Linked DNA regions of Rattus norvegicus: region 2 is linked to region 1. A link is a contact called in public Hi-C data. All regions are on one chromosome and are shown on one strand. The core of a region is the stretch at or near the end of the contact, and the rest is flanking DNA. Distances in the headings are between cores, read along the strand shown.

Region 1 (5,397 bases), core at 1,213-3,712:
TTTGCTTTTGGAGATAAAAGTATGGCTGGACAGTGTTTTTCTTCCTGCAGGAGGGCCTTTCACCCATCATGGTGACTGAGAAAATTGGGGTTAAAATAGTCCCACCTCAATGGACAGTGTCACCACCTGCCCTGAAAAGAGTTGTGAAGAGGAGGGGTCAGTGAGCCTGTGTTCTTGAGGCAGAGTCTGCTTTGCCCTCTACACTAATGCCAAGTACATGGATAAGGCCAATGTTTAAGAGCAGGCCTCATCAGTAGTGCACATTCAGCGGTGGCCACCAGGCTTTAAGGGATGAAGGGCACCATACCTAGTCCCTAAGACAGATGTGCCACCTAGCTATGTTCACATGTCACTTATTCTCCTAAAGAGAGCCAGGCTCACTGCTAGACAAAGACCAATTGCACACAGCGTTTGAAATGGGCATTAGAAATTTTGTAATTGTGTGAGAAGTAGGATTGTTTAGTCTAGGCTATGCCCCACGGTTACCTGGCAACAGCCAGCTGTGCCTGACTCACTATAAAAGGGGCTGCTTGCCCCCTCCTCACTCTCTTGCTCTCTTCTCCTCTTGCCCTTGCCCCTTACCCTCCATGTGCTCATGGCCAGCCTCTTTCCTCCCCCCCCTTTCTGTCCCTCTCTCCCTCCCTCCCTCCTTCTCTCTCTCCTCCTCTCTCTCCCTCTCTCCCTCTCTCCCTCTCTCCCTCTCTCTCTCTCTTTCTGCGTGTGTGAGCGCTAGTGCGCAGCGTGCCTTTGCCTTTCTTTGTTTTTACTCCCGTACTCCTCAACTCCCCTCCCCCATGCCTTAAATAAATTCTATTCGATACTATACCATCGTGAGGCTGGTCCCTCAGGGGGAAGGACATGAGCCCAAAGAGGCACCCTCTTCCCCCACACCATACCACTCCTCCACCAAACATATCCCTGGCTTTCCTCTTTTTAAAATATAAAACACAACGTTGATGCTGAGATTTATCATCCAAGACAGACCTTTCTCAAGAGGACATTATTATAAACCATGCTGGGCTGACAGGCATACAGGAGCTTGCCTAGAAAAATCACATGACCAACCTACAAGAGGGGAGCTGCTTGGCATGGCTGCGTCTTCTCTGTAGTAGGTTTACAATCAATTGCATTCTTGAGACATTAAGAGTCCAGGAGGTTCCGCCTCCGGGGTTACACTGCCTGGAAATGGTTTCAAGGGTGTATTTTGGGACAAAACAGAGTTGTTGAAGAAAATGTCCCTATAAATGCGTAGTGATCGTTACGTAAGAGGTCACATTCCCACTTGCCTTCCCAGTGTGGTTAGAGAAAATTCTAGAATTAGAAAAGAAACCAAAAAATGAAAGACCTGCTCTGAGGGTTTAATTTTGCCCTTTACAAAACAAACATTCAAAGTGGCTGACGGAATCTTTAAAAAGGTCTCTGTCAGTCTTCTACCTCTTATTCATCCTGTCTACATTCAATTGATGTTCTCCTGTTTTCCTTTTAGGGAAAAAATGTTACTTTTCTCTGCCGCTTAGAAATCTTGATAGTTCATCGATCTGAAGCTTGCTACATGGAAAGTGCACATTATCTTTGCCAAGGCATGGCTGCTGGTCCAGTCCGCATCATTTCATTATCAAATCCTGCTTTATATGAAAGGCCTTGGATGTATCATCTCAATCGGAAAAAACGCTTCCTCCACAGCTCAGGAGAGAGAGCCTGGGCTGTCATAGGAAGAGACAAGCTAGAGCTGGGGAGAGAAAAGGGTGTAAATAAAGGCCTGAGCAGAACTATAAGAAATAGCTAGCATTCCTGGCTTCCCACAAAGGATAGGTCAAGGAGAGGGAACGGGCTGTCGGGATGGCGTGTACACCACAACTATTCTCTCTCAGGCCTAACCCAGTCCGCTGAAAGCACATAAACCTCCCCAGTAAGAAGGCCCGGAGTTTATTTTGCTGTGTGGCATTAAATGTCCGGGGGTAATTACACATGAAGTCTGTCTATCAGGCAGGATGGGGTCAAACTCTGCAGCAAATACACAGCCGCCGCTTTCCTGACTACGTGTTAAATGTGCTTTTGCTCACAACTGTCAAAGCCATATTCAGAGCAGCTCTGTGTTTAAAAGTCCGAATCCCCAGGCTCCAGTCAAAACAAAGTTTGCCTCTTTCCATGCGGCCACAGGCAGGCAGTCTCCCTCAGAACCCTGATGTCAGCCTTTTGGATCGGGATTTTGGACAAGGAGGCACGGCTGCTCTTCCTCGCATGGGCAATGATTTGAGATTTGGCAATGTGTGTCTCGTTTTTACTGAGACTCTGGAGCAGAAAACCCACTTCATGGTCGGTAACGTAAAGCGCCACACACACCCCAAGACAAAAGCAGCTACTCAGCCGGTCTTTTTTCAGCTCCGCTCTGTCTTCGGGGGCTGGTTTTAGCTTCTGCTCTTAGACCTATAAAATGCTCTATTGAGACTATTTCACTGGGTTTCCAGTGAAGGGGATTTCCAGCTACTGGAAATACCCAGTGCCAGTCTAAGCTCATTTGTTTTTCTTAATATGAGTCTCTAGTTACAGACAAAGAGCAGAAACTGCTTGGAACTGGGTGCTAATTCGCTCAAGTTCTACCAAGGCAACACGGAAGGAGCTAGGACTCATGGGAAACAAGATGCTGTGACGCACAGGTCAGCTGGTAGATAGATCCCTCCTTCTAAGCTAGGTGGATGGACATTTTGGGGGTGAGAAAATTAAGAATAAATTCCCTCATAGCCCAGCCTAATAACAGAAGGGTCTTCGTGTCCCACCATTGTCGTCATCTCTTTGGTCAAGCCTGCAGTAGAGAGTCCTTGTGTGACGTATAGCCTTTGGTAAGCATCGTGATAAAGTAGTTTTGATTTTTGTCCAGTTCAGATGACTCCATGGGCAGACACCTTGGACTTCCTGATACAGCCATAATTTCAAATATTGAATTGGTGATGTCTATAAGCCTGCCAGGACCGTGTTCCTTCTATGTTGGACTCAGAGAATGTGGCTGCATAAATCTTAGAAGATGAGTGTGTTTTATGGGAAAGACAGAGGAGTAGGAGAGAAGGAAGGGGTGGGCACATGGAGTACAGACGTTGAGACAAGAACCATAACAAGAATTTGCATGGCAAGTATCCTTAGTTGTCACAGTGGCAGGCACTGTAGCACTGGTTTTATGACATAAAAGAGGAAGCCAGAATTCGGAGAGGCTCGTCGAGCTGTAGTATTCTACAGAGAAGTAGTCTGTTGGGGGAGTTTAGGTGGAGTCATTCACATAGGAAGGCCCACAGTAACTGAGATACAGCATTCTGTGAGCTGGAGTTCTAAACTACACAGGAGAAGGCAAAGCCAGTCTGTCACTCATCTCTTTCTGCTTCCTAACTACACACTCTGTGTGACCAGCTGCCACAGTTGCCCACCGGAACTCCTCCTCCTTAATGGCTCAAAGATAATCAGAAGTGGATCTTCTAGGAGATTCTAGATCCTGTCACAAGATTGCAAGAGCAATCATCACAGGGAGGGGATCTGCTTTCTGGAGTCCACCCATTTAATTTATCGCATCCAAATTATTCTTACTGAAATACCTGTGATAACATTTGACCAAAGGCACCCTGAGACCTAGTCCAGTGGGATAGCATTTGACCAAAGGCACCCTGAGACCTAGTCCAGTGATAGATAGATAGATAGATAAATAAATAAATAAATAAATAAATAAATAAATAACCATCACATAGCATGGTCATGAAGTGATGAAACCAGGCTTCAAAACAAAGTCCTTTTGACACTAAGCATTATGGCCTGTCTACCATTATATATGAGTTATCAATTTTGTTCTCAACCAAGTTACCTGTTCTTAACAATACAAGATTCACAAACATTAAAAACTCCCCCCTCATATAGAGGAGTGTTATTTGCTCACATGCTATAAAATGTGGGCCACGTGTACCCCTAAGCATTATTCCTAGTGGAATCCATTTTTGTTCATTATATCCTGAGGAGGATTCTCAATTGCAACCCAGACTGAAGTATTTTTGAATCCCATACAGCAGACATAACTTACGGGAGTTGAGAGCCTCTGGGTAATACCCTGACTCTGCTCAATGTTTAGTGACAAAAGAGATGAAGAGGTGACAAGGAATAGCCGACAGATAGAGAGGGAGATACTGTTTCTTAGTCCATCCTATAACATATACTGGGTATATCTTCCAAGCAAAGCAGAATGTTGATACATGCTCAGGCTATTGGGAAGCAAAAGGCACCATCTCTATGCTCCGTGTGTTTATAATAGACTAGAAAGGAAACACAGTGGTTCTTAAGAAAAATGCTAAATGATAAATTCAAGCAATGTATTCTGGTGGCTCCCAGTGGGAACGCTGCCATTGCAGGAAGGCGGAGGTTGGTGGAGGTAGTGTTTGACATAGGCTTTGCAGTACTTGTAGGAGTCTAGCAGACACAGGACGGGAGGGAAAAGCAGGAGAAAATGCTCAGAAGAGAAGAGGATTTGTTTAAATAGCAGTGAGTCATTTCTTCACCTAGGTTGTAGACTCTGGGAGGGGGAGTGGCAGGGACATGACTTAATCCCTTGCCTTGCACTTGATCTTGAGCCTTAGTCATAGGTACGATTTATCACATTTGGCATGTGCTCCTGAGTATGACCAGACTTCCCAGACAGCGGGAAGCACTTGCCTGGAGGTCATAAGATGCTGCCCTATGTTTGTGTCTGGAAGAAGAGGACACTGGGAGCCCAGTGGTTTGCTCTCCATAAATTCAGCCTGGCTTGGAAGAACGAACTACCTCTTGGCTTGCGTTATTGGTTTGACCTCCTTTCTGACCTCCTGCCTTTGGTGTCCTCTGCTCCAGTCTACCCCATTTGTTCTGAGTCTCAGACCCTCTGCATGGAAGCTGTGTCGGCTTCACTTGCATCAGAGGCCACAGAGCGAGCTGTGGGCCCCAGAGGAAAGTAGCTACCAGAACTGCTTTCCATCTGGCTCCAGGGAGTTTCTAAGGCTGGCGGTGACCTATCAGTGAGGCTGCAAGCTGTTTGCATTTGGATGTGGTTTGTGTGTCAGTCTGAGATTTAAAACAAAACAGAACAAAACAAGGCAAATTGTTTCATTACATCCTAAACTGTTGATTTCTAGTCATGTTCTCCAAACATGTTGGGTCACAACCACCACAAGCCAACTTCCATAAGGAAAGAAATCACGTGACAAGCCTGCTTAGCTCTTCCCTCGTTTCAGTGTCTTGTGAAAGTGTCTAATTCTACAGTTGAGCTGGACTTCTCAGCTGGGATATTTGCTGCATTTAAAATCTGCCTGGTGGGTTGTTTAAAACTCAAGTGCCAGGACTCATCTTTTGCAGGACCAAATATAATTCTAAGGCCAAGGACACAGGACTATG
Region 2 (5,397 bases), core at 1,456-3,955, 100 kb before region 1:
CCTCTATGAAATCAGACTGAAACAACAAAAATGATGATGATGATGATGGTGGTGGTGGTGGTGGTGGTGGTGGTGGTGGAGGTGATGATGATGAGGAGGAGGATGATGAGGATGATTGGTATAGTTTTTCTAAAGGCTCTTTAGGTCGGGAATTGTATTGCCACCCATTAGATAAATGCTATGTCTAATAGCCAAAGACCTTGTGAAAATTTTATGGCTTGGTTAAAAACCTTAGGGTGATATAGGATAAAGAGACTTTATCCCCAGTGCTGTTGAATAGCAGGAAATTTATAAGTGGAAAAGGGCAGCTTTTGTGAACATGTCAGACATAAAACAAAACGCCACATTAAAGGGAAAGTGGAGAGCAGGCAGCGCCAACCGGCTCCAGGGAGCCCTTCTGCAATCACAGTTACAGCTTTCTGTGCATCTTGGACCGCATTTAAATTCACAATAAAAAGGAAAAAAATGTACAGTAAGTACTTTACTCTAGCTGCCTCTAGTCCCCTTAAGATATGAGGCCGAGGGGCTGGGGAGTTAGCCCAGTGGTAGAGCGCTTACCTAGGAAACGCAAGGCCCTGGGTTCGGTCCCCAGCTCCGGAAAAAAAAAAAAAAAGAACCAAAAAAAAAAAAAAAAAAAAGATATGAGGCCGAATTTCAGGGCTCGGATTAGGGGGTGTGGGAGGGAGTTCATCTTACTTCATATCTTCAGGGGCTGCCACAGTCAGCCTCAGCACTGTGTTCCAATCACGGAATTCAGAATGCAAATCTCTAGCAGATGAGATGGCTAGAAAACAGAAACTGCCATGGACCCAGGAGGTTTCCAAAGCTCTCTACACATCATCTGTGAGGCCAGGGGCTGGTATCCGGGTCTTACACCATGGGTGAGGCCTACTGGAAAACCTAGGCACCTCCAGATGGACTGTCAACCAGTCCTCGAATATAGAGCTCATGCTTTGTCCCACATTGCTAGACATTTCACAGCCCCCTTATGTCTGAGTCCTTCGTTCTGAAAAAGGTGTTTGTGCTTACATCTAAACTGTCCATCAAATCACAATGGTGGAAACGTCTAGAACTGTCCAGAAGTTGTACTTCTTAGCTCAGTTGAAAGATCTTTTATAAGTCAGAACATTACAGGGGTCTTTTAATGGACTTAGGGATACCCCTGGGGCATCCCGGCTCCTTCCTGGTGAGGCTTATTTCTCCCTGTGATGTTAACGGGAAGTTCCCAAGTCTGGGTCTGCTATTAAAGCAGGGACATCTGCTACCCTCCTAATATTTTCAAGGCGGCAACCCCTCCTCCACCCCCTCCCAGAACTTGAGGATATGGTGAGGGCTACAAGCTGCCAGGGTGGGGAAGAAGCAGAAGGAATCTTTGTCTCCCTAACACATCCATCAGTTCCCTCCCCAGAGCCCCCTACACACTGCACACATCAGTAGCCCGCTCCCTGCAAATGCACCAAGGCTGTAAAGATTCATGTTCCAGTCCCCGCCTGACATTCCCCTTCCCACCCTCGTTTTAATTCACTCACTTTTTTTTTTTTTAAACAAAATGTAATTACTTGACTGTCAGCCGGGGCTGCACTCTGGGGCTTTTACTCCTTTCAACACAGATGTGCGCCCAGCTTTGATGCTGCTGTCCTCGCAGCTTGTCCCAGCCACAGCCGGCTCGGTAATGTAACATTCAAGTGCGTATTTATTTTTAAACTGACCTCTCCTAGACGGTGCAGTATAAAGCAGGTCCTGCCAAAAAAATATGCTACTTTCTATTTATAAGATGAAACACATGCCTTCCCTCCCAAAGGCGGGAGGGGGGTGGCGTATAATAATTCATAAAGAAAAAAACTGACTGGCCAGATCCATTCGTCCTCATCCTCGCATGGCTGTGTCAAGATACTTAGTGAGGAGGAGGAGAGGAGGAAGAAGAGAAGGAGCAGCCGCAGCAGGAGGAAGAGGAGAAGGAGGGAGTAAAGATCTTGTAAACGCTTCAGTTGTGCAGAAACCGCAATCAAGAAAGAAAATAATTTTTCCCAACTGCCAGATCTGCAGGTTGGAGCCTCAGCTAAAATGCACTGCCTCTGTCAGTGCGGAAACTGCCAAGCTGCGCGGTGCCCTCATAAGCGCCGCGGCGGTACAAACACACAACTAGAGGGGCGCGGTAGCCAAGTGCGGTTGGTTCTGATGGAAAAACGCAACTTGCGCCCAGAATGGCTGTCAATGGCCAGGAGGGGGCCGTGCTGCCTGCAGCCCCACCCTAAAGAAGTAGGCACTGATGGCAGAGCTCCGAGTCCTGATCCCCCCACCGGGACATCAAACATGATGTCCCCCTTTGATCCTCTGGACATCAGCTCAAGAAGGCGGTGCTCTAGATTATCTTCGCACCTTGTAAGTCTTCCAAGGCCACCATCTGCACTAGCTGGAAGGGACTTAGGTTGAGGGTCGGACAGACTTACAGGTGGAGAGGCACTGTGGGTTTCATACTCACCAGCTGTCTCCAAGGCTCCTTGCTTCTGCCCGGGGACCGGGCGTCGGCCCGGGTCGCCTCCCGAGGGCGCACACAATCCTCGCTAGTGCTCGCAGAACCCGAGGGGCGGCGACGGTTCACCGCCCAATCTGCTCCCGGACTGTGCGCAGCGTCTCCCGGAGGTAGGAGCTGCGAAACTGGGTTGCCAGCGAGCGTCCCGCTGCTGTGCTCCCAGCGGCAGTTGGAAGCGCCTGCGACGCTGTGCGCGCGGCTGCCGGACGCGCGGCCTCAACCTGCCCAGGGCGGGGCGCGGGGCGGGGCCCGGCGCGGGGCGGGGCTGTGAGGCCAGGGCAGGGCGGGGAGAAGGGTGCGGGCGGAGCCGGACCTTCCCTCCGCTGTACCTGTCCCCCACCTCCCCACCACCCTTAGACCTGCAGGAGTGGCGGCGAGGCTGCAGGCTCTTGGAGGACAATGGGCACCCACTGTCACCTCCCAGTCCCACCTCTCCCCGGTTGTGGCTTCTCTCTGAGGCAAACCCGGCTGGGGCTCCCTCAGGCACAAAGAGAAGTGGCGGGGTGCTCTCTGTAAAGAGGGGACCCCAGAGCGTTGCTGTCCGTAAGTGCGGGAGAACAATGGGACTCCGCCCGCACCCGGGACCCTCGTGCTCACCCTCGTGTCCCCGCCTCTCCCTGTCCTACCTAACCCACCTAGCAGTGCGGGGCTTCGCCGCGGAGGAAGGGGACCTGCGGGGAAGAAGGGCCACCGACCCGGTCGCCCGCAGCGCGACCGCAGCTCCCTGGGGACTCCCTGGCAGCCGAAGCTCTTGGGAGGGAAGAGGAGGGTCGCGTGCTGTCAGCGTGCAGCCTGCTTCCCTTGCAAGCTGTCGCCAAAACCCGGAGCGCGGATCAGACGCGCGGGAGACGCGGGGCTGGAGGCTGAGCGCCTGCGGGGCGCAAAGAAACGCAGACGCAGCAGGTTTTTCCTGTCTGGAGGGAGGTGTCTCCTCCCCCTCCAGGTCTGTCCGAGATTGACCTAAAGCTGCGGAAGCGGGGTGGCGGCTCTCCCGGACGCTCTGAGGGGCGGCGCAAGTGGCGCAGCTGCTGCCGCTCCGGACCATAAAATTCCGCCCACGGCGACACCTGCGCCTGTCGGTCACCGGGCCAGGGCCTCAGGACGACCCGCCCCTCTGTCCCTGGACCTCTGTAGGAACCCAGAGAATTAATGTTAATTGTCTGAACAGGTCGCCCTCTCTTCCTTCTCCCTTAGTCCGCCTGGTTGGAGACAGGAAAAGGTGGCGTTTTCCGGCCTTGAGGTCCCCGCCGGCTTGATTGACCTGGAAAAGGAGTTGGAACCCTGAGGAGTCGCACGCTCCGGGCCGGGCCCCAACCCTGGGACAAAGCTGAGCCCCTCCAGGAGACCTTGGCTTCCCTGAGCGCTCTGGGCTTCAGGTCTTCACCAGGGTGCCCCGAATCAATAGCTCTGAAACCTTAGACTAGGGTGCACTTTAAGCCCAGGTTTTAAACCACGGTCAATGTTAAGGTGAATTTAAAAAGGAAGCGGACACAACTGTTCGGGAAAGCAAAATACTTGGGTGGAGTGTTAAAAGCCTCAAAGAAAATAATAGTTGGCAGGTTAAACAGCCATGAGGTCGGAAGTCAAATTCAAAACCGCAGAAGTGATACCAGAATTTTGACAAGCAAAACAGTAGGTGAAGATAAGGGACCCGGCCCTGTTTCCTTTCTCCAACTGACCGCCTGCTCCCAAGTTGCCTTTGGCAGACACCTGGGTTCCACTCCAGATTCCTCAGAGTTTTACTTGGGGCTCATATTTCAAAATATATGTTCCATTTGGCACTAATGTATACATTTTATATACGGATTTATTGAAAAATATTAAATGTTACTGGCCTAGTTAGATAAAAAGTATTTTATAAATATTTATGCACAGCTTTCATTACATATGGCATTTGAAAAAGTACAAATACGCATGTATATACAATGCTGTGTGAAAATTCCTTTTGCATGCATACATTCCTCACACATATGTCTTGTGTGATTTTTTTTCACTTGTTCTATTGCTAGCTGCCATTAAAAGCGGTCCATTTTCACGTGTCTAAGTGAATAATTTCTTTTACAGTTTGTGCAAACATAGGGTGGCAGGTAGCTGGAAGTTAAGACTTTTGTTCCAAAACCCCATTTTCATTCTACTGTGCTGTTCCTGTTTCATCCAGAGGTGGTTTCTCACTATATGTGTTTTTAAAAAGGCTTTGCCTTGGAGCCCTATGCAGACAATCTGTGTGTGACCTACTTCTTCAAAGGTCCAGTGGTGCTGGCTTGATCCATCCCGGCTTCTCTGAGGCCCTGTGTCATTTTATTTTATTTGTGCTGAACACCTTCAGTGAGGAAAAAGAGCCCTCGACTTGCGAATTTTCTTTCCAAATGAGTTCATTTCCTGATTTAGTCATGGCAGCATTTAGGTTTCGTGGGTTTAGCGTTAACTTTAGAAGGTTCTCCTGCTAAGCAGAAAGGAAAACCTTGCTTTCTTTCTGAAGGCTGAGACTTCTGAGACTCTGTATTTCAGAGAGGGTTAGCCTTGAATAAAAAAAAATCAATGGGAATCTTGGAAGTCTGTGACTAATATCTATAGCACATGGACCTGTGGATGAGTCCCTGTGAAGCCAGACTAGACTAGTTGGTTCCACTGGGATGGACTAGGGAGAGGAGAGTCTGGTTGGGGTGTGAGAGAACCATCAGTGGCTTGTATTTAAGGCTGCCTTGCCAATAATCGCTCTCACCCATCTGGCCGTATCAGACTTCCAAGCTGCCCTGTAGTTTATACCTGCTGGGGCCTGCCTTCTATCTGTCCAGGACACTTCTTCCCCCAAAGCTTCAAAGCCTCCTTTCTCTCTCATTAAGATCTCTTTCTCAAAAGAGACC

Evidence for each region. Hi-C and Micro-C count contacts between places; a contact is called where the count stands out from the background.
Region 2: a contact with region 1 is called in a Hi-C map of the A7r5 cell line, with 3 times the contacts expected there. The contact joins the promoter of Cdc42ep3 here to the enhancer-like site in region 1. A contact is called at or near these places in 2 of 12 Hi-C or Micro-C datasets (the A7r5 cell line and the Rat2 cell line).

The regions. Positions count from the first base shown.
Region 1 is chr6:21,360,161-21,365,557 of GRCr8, reverse strand. No RefSeq gene overlaps it. Among named protein-coding and RNA genes, the nearest start is that of Cdc42ep3, 100 kb to the left of the region's middle. Within about 2 kb of position 2,462, at least 13 of the 93 cell types and tissues checked have an H3K27ac peak or open chromatin away from gene starts, as enhancers often do. A contact at or near this core is called in the A7r5 cell line, where this site is marked.
Region 2 is chr6:21,460,389-21,465,785 of GRCr8, reverse strand. Cdc42ep3 (CDC42 effector protein 3) reads right to left here and starts at 2,705. Exons shown (of 2, transcript NM_001048044.1): 1 at 2,483-2,705. It overlaps LOC134479326 (a long non-coding RNA gene), which reads left to right and starts at 2,935. Exons shown (of 2, transcript XR_010052493.1): 1 at 2,935-3,076; 2 at 3,728-4,572.